2 separate regions of the Capra hircus genome follow, and region 1 is linked to region 2. A link is a contact called in public Hi-C data. All regions are on one chromosome and are shown on one strand. The core of a region is the stretch at or near the end of the contact, and the rest is flanking DNA. Distances in the headings are between cores, read along the strand shown.

Region 1 (2,700 bases), core at 20-2,519, 94 kb after region 2:
AGCAGCAGAGCTATGAAGTCAAAGGAAATGCTAGTGGCTATTACTGAGAGGCAAAATCCCAGAAGCACAGAGAACAGAACTGTGTGGCATTGCAGAGAGGTGATATGTCTGCGTACTGCCACCCAACATTCTAGAATTTTGTGCCCGAGCATCAGCTGTTTAAAGTTACACACCTAAGTGAAGCAGGGAGGTCTCTTCTTAAAGGCGGGTAACGGGGCCCTGTGAGCAACAGAACTAAGAGGCCCAGCACCCAGGCTCTGGCTAGCTTCATACTAGCTATGGAGCCTGAGCATGGCAGCAAGCTTGCTGTGCCCCATGTTTCCCATGTGAAATCGCTGTGAGGATACCATAAAAATGCATAGGAACTTGCTCAGGACTCCTAGGAATAAAGGCTGGGTTCTTGCCTGGAGAATCCCAGAGACGGGGAAGCCTGGTGGGCTGCTGTCTATGGGGTCGCACAGAGTCGGATACGACTGAAGTGACTTAGCAGCAGCAGCAGCAGGACCTCGTTAGGGAGCGTATGCTCAGCTGTGGGGCTTACCTTTCACGTCTCCAAAAAGGAATCCCCGAGTCAGAGTCAAGAGTCGTTCTGGTTTTGTTGCTAATTGGTTGTGTGATGTTAGGCAAGTCACTCACTCTCTTGGTCTCACTTTTCCCAGCTGCAAATAAAGAAATTAGATGACGTCCGAAGTCAGCTCTCCCTTAATCTATTTCCTTTTGATTCTTTCCTTTGCTCTGCTTCACATATAATACCTAGGACGAATTTTTATTGATTCTACAGGCTAGGTCTTGAACAGAAAGACAAAAACTAAAGCCTTTTGTTTAATGAGTGTTGTGATTTCTCACACGCTTTGGGAAATATTTTCTTAGATCCTGGTATGTTTTAGGTCCAATGGAGCAAATGGGAGACTAAAAGACTTCTACATGTCACACAGGGCCGAATAAAGTACTAAGAAGGTAATCCAGCAGTTCCGGTGTTGGTCTGGGAGGATCGAGCCTCACTTTTCGCTTCCGTCTTCCTGAACAGCCAATAAGTACGTAGCAGTTCGCGTTTATACTAAAACTACAAACCCCAGAAGTCAACGCGCGGGGCAAAATGCCCACGCGCCAACCACGACTCGGTGGGTGCCGCCCCTAGGGGCGGAACTTTATTTCCCTGGCGGCGCCGGGGCTGGCCCTGGTGTTCTCCTCCCGCCTCCTGCCGGCAGTCCTCGCGCCAAGTCGGGAGGAGCGCGCGCGCGCAGGGCACGTAGCACGCGAGTGACGCATAATATGTGGGCCGCTCCGGAGCCGTGGTCGCGCTGTGTGTGAGTGAGAGTGAGTGCGGGACCTGAGGCGGTGTGGGTGAACTGTGGCCGCTGGCGGGGTCAGGGGGAGCGGCGGAGCCGCCCGGGAAGGTGAGTGGGGAAGGAAGGGGGACGGCTCTTTGAGACGGGCTCGAGGAGACTGGGCGCGTGGCCGGGCGGGCGGGAGAGTGGGCGCCGGGCTGGGGGAGGGGCGGCACCTGCCTGGGCCGCCGGCTGGGAGGGGGCGGGCCGGGCCTCCCGGGAGGCTTGGTCCAGGGCCTGATTAGACTTTTACTCCTCCAGATTTTGGGCTCGGGGGCGGGGCCTCCACGTTCTTCCTCCAGTCCGCAAAAGAAGCTTCCCAAGAGTAACTCTTCCGCCCGGAGTGGGGAGCAAGGGTGTGCCCGCCCCTGCCTGGGGGAGGGGCGCCTCTCATTCCACTCATCACCTTTTACTTCCCAGTCCTCCTAGTCTTCGATCTCTACGGCCGGGGGTTGGGGGGGGGGGGCTGGTCTCCATCTTCTTTGCCCTACGGCGGCCCCCTTCCCATTCTGTGTCTCCGCCTCTAGCTCCAGTCACCTGGGCGGGCTCTCTCCTCCCTCGGCCTCGTGCCACCTCCCTCTTGCACCCGCCCGGCTCTCTTTCGGGCGAAGTGGGGCGGGGCTCTCCCGGGACTCCTCCCACTCCCCTGGTGGAGGGGAGGGGCGGAAGGCGAGGTGTGAGGTTCTGCAGATGAGAGCCAAACGTTGGAGCGCCCACCAACCTTCCCGGGATCCTGTTAACGAGGGTTATAGTTGTTTTTAACTGAGTGTCATTCGTTTGCTTAATTCTCTCTTCTTAGACGGTTTGCGTCTCACTTCCTCTTATTGCACTGTTAGCGCTCGGTATCTTTTTTGTTGAGGAAGTAGTTTGGGGCTGTTTGTAGAGGTTCTTTTTGAGTCCCAGATCACTCGCCCATGTCACGTTGGCCTCAGTTTTTCCTTACTCTTGTCTTTTCAACGAAGCCTTTAAATTAGTCTACGTGTTTTAATTATTAGTAACATCTTGTTCTAAACGCTTTGTTAATGTACGGAGTGAGGTTCATTGGTAATGTTGTGTAGTTTTCTTGTCTCATTAAACCTTAAAAGGTTTATGTAAGCTTTTATTGCTGTTTTTCTGCTTGATGCTGTCAAAATTTGGGTTTTGTATATTGCAGTTGTCCATTTTCTAGTGGTAATATGCTTTTTAGTATAAAGGAAATTGATACAGAATTTGGGAACTATAAAGGAAGTCCTTTCATGCTCAAAATATTTCAGTTGTTGAGCACAGTGTTTTACTATTCTGTTGTACAGTCGTGAGACTTAATAGAGGAGGAGTCTGGTAGAATGAACCACTTGTTAGTTTGAAGTGATTGAGGTAAGTTGGTTTCTTACCA
Region 2 (2,700 bases), core at 126-2,625:
CTCAAGCATTATCAGAACGAAACAGATCTCAACCTAATTAAACACAGAATTAAATGGAAGGTATTCCTAATAACGTGCATATCTAAGCTATATATTTCTTGAATCCTGATTACGCTAGCAGTCAAAAACTCTGTCCCATGATGTTCCTCCAATCACTCCATGTCTCAGTTGAAAAACAATCAGTGAGAAAGGAAGTGATTTCTCAAGTTTGGCGTAAGAAGCTGTGCAGCTGCACAACTGCAAGGGGCACCATTTACATTACAGTCTACGAGCGGCGCTCCAGGTAACTGCTTTGCCTCGGAGCCCCCAGTGCAGTGAACTTCTTCCTTTATCAAGGATTCCCAGCAGGCATGACTCCCTTGGGACCACGAGCATCCTTAGTCTGTATCTAAGTATTCCCCCGAGGCCTCAACACACCTTGCAGCATACACAGAAAGCCTTGAGAGGGTTCAGCCCCAGCCAGCCACTGCTACCACAGTCCCGGAAGCGGTCCATAAAGTGTGTGTACAAATCTCGCTGGATCTGAGAGAGCCGCACCAGGATCACATTTTCTTCCTTGGCAGGCAGATGAATCTTCAGCACAGTGTGGCCTCTCCTACAAAGGTATGGATCAGAACTGACAAGGCAGTGTGGCCAGGAGGCGTCAGTGCAGGACAACAGGAGAACCCTGCACTGGTGCCACACATCCTTCTTTAGGACCACAACATTCACAATAGCCTTGTAATAACGAGGACTGGCTCAGCAACCAGCAGCAAGAAACTTATTTTGAGGGTAAAAACTAAAGCAAAGAGGCAGAGTGACCTGTCCCAGGTGACTGAACGAGAGACAGAGACCAGGGGACTCCAGGTCCATAACCTGGTCTAGGGCTGCTTCTCTAAGCTTTCTCCACACATGCCGTCTTCACAAGGAAAAACAAGGGGATGCTTCAGGCTGGCCAAACCTACATCTTCCAAGACGCTGAAACTGGTGAGGCCATTCCCCTGACAACCATTTTATTCTTTCACTCAAGTCCTCGGCATGGTAGCTATCTCTTGCTTCTCTGAGCAAGTAAGGCAGATATCCCTAGTAACTTCACAGATTACTTCTGAGAGATGCATTTCTGGGCCAGATTTCCAGAGAATGAACCACTGGATATCCACCATCTCTTACTTGCTCAGGAAAAGCTATTCCGTGAAAGCAGAGGTTTACTACTGCCCTACGAGAAAGGGGTCCTCCCACCATAACCACCTTCCCCCCGTTCAGGAAAGCCCTGAGGGGTCTGTTCCACCAGGACTCTCCACGGATTTGGAAAATCTGAGGATGGCTCACCTCTGCACGAAGCCCTCCAGGAGGCTGTGCAGGACGTGGCTCCGGTACCGCATGAGGCGGACGTCCTGAGGCGTGCTGTCAATACACTGTCCATTCAGGATGGGGCGCTCAAACATGTTGCTGAACTCCTGCCGGGTGCCGAGGAAGTCTGGGCGCACGAAGTCCACCATGCACCAGTACTCGATGAGGTTGTTCTGCAGGGGGTACCCGGTCAGCACCACCCGGCGGCGGGAGCGAATGTTCTTCAAGGCCTGGGAGGTGCTGGCCTGGCAGTTTTTGATGCGGTGTCCCTCGTCACAGATCACCACATCAGGGCCAGGGCGGCATAAGGCCTTCTCAAACTCTAGGGAGGGAAGAGGATCCGGAGTAAGAGGGTGAGAGGGCTTGCTCTTAGTCAACAATATGAGAAGTAGGGGTGCACCCTGGAGGAGACAGAAGAAATGAAGGAAGCAGGAAAGCAAGAGTCAGCCCCCAGTGGAGAAAGGGAGCCGGCCATTCCAGTTCCTGAGCATCTGCTGTGACATGTGACCCTGGCCGACTGACTCTTGCAGTGAATCCCCTTTCCCTCTTTCCTTTCCTTTTTTTCTTTTCCCTTTAGGCTAAGAATAAAACTGAGTCGCATTCCCAGGGCTTACACCAACTAGGTAGCAGACAGCATGACTTTCAGAGTACTAGTCTAAAGGATTAAAAATGCATCTGGGATGATTCTGATGGGAATAACCCAGACACTTCCACAGGCTCTCATCACTGTCTTGGCGTCACCTGAGAGCTGGCTGGTGGGAGCTAATTAAAGGACAAGGTCTTCCTGGAGTTACTTGCTGCTCATTGCTAAATGTCAAAGTCAGCCACAGAAGCAGGGAAAACAGAATCTCATAGATGAAGAGATCTATGAAATGAAACAGCCTCTGAACCTTAAAAGTACTTTTTTCCCCCAAATAAGCCAAGGCCCTCAAACGAGAGAAGAGAGCTAGAACTATGAGAAGAATGGCTTTCACCAAAAAGAAAACTGTGATAAATTCCTCTTTTATAAAATCACACAAACAGTACACCACTACTCCGTGTATTAGTTATTTAAATACTTTATATTGTCTTAATGCTGTCTCAGAACATTCTGGGAAGCAGTAAAGGGAGCAGCTGCCCTTCTAATTGCTCTGTGAAGACATAGGGGAGTCTTGCCCAAGCCAGTCTGTGGCCTGGCCGACCCAGAATTTTACTGTCTGCAGAGAAAGCAGGACCTTCCAAGAGCTGCTGGCTAGAGCCAGTCTTACCTCAGGGTCCAGGATTTCTGGTTCATTAATGCTCCCCATGTGATTAGGTACTAGAGCAGACACGACTTCTTTCCCCCAAGTAATCCCCTAGATATCCCCAGAGAGGCCGCCCACCTCTTCGAAA

The links. A called contact is a pair of places that touch in the nucleus more often than the background predicts.
Region 1: a contact with region 2 is called in a Hi-C map of blood, with 3 times the contacts expected there. The contact joins the promoter of DCAF1 here to the enhancer-like site in region 2. A contact is called at or near these places in 2 of 5 Hi-C or Micro-C datasets (blood and liver).

Annotation. Positions count from the first base shown.
Region 1 is chr22:49,368,924-49,371,623 of ARS1.2, forward strand. It overlaps DCAF1 (protein VPRBP), which reads left to right and starts at 1,270. Exons shown (of 24, transcript XM_018067088.1): 1 at 1,270-1,397. It overlaps LOC102191471 (a long non-coding RNA gene), which reads right to left and starts at 1,842. Exons shown (of 5, transcript XR_001919999.1): 1 at 1,735-1,842; 2 at 542-659.
Region 2 is chr22:49,274,611-49,277,310 of ARS1.2, forward strand. RAD54L2 (helicase ARIP4) reads right to left here. Exons shown (of 22, transcript XM_018038216.1): 9 at 2,691-2,700; 10 at 1,309-1,651; 11 at 418-595. Among named protein-coding and RNA genes, the nearest start is that of TEX264, 24 kb to the left of the region's middle. Within about 2 kb of position 1,376, at least 1 of the 5 cell types and tissues checked has an H3K27ac peak or open chromatin away from gene starts, as enhancers often do.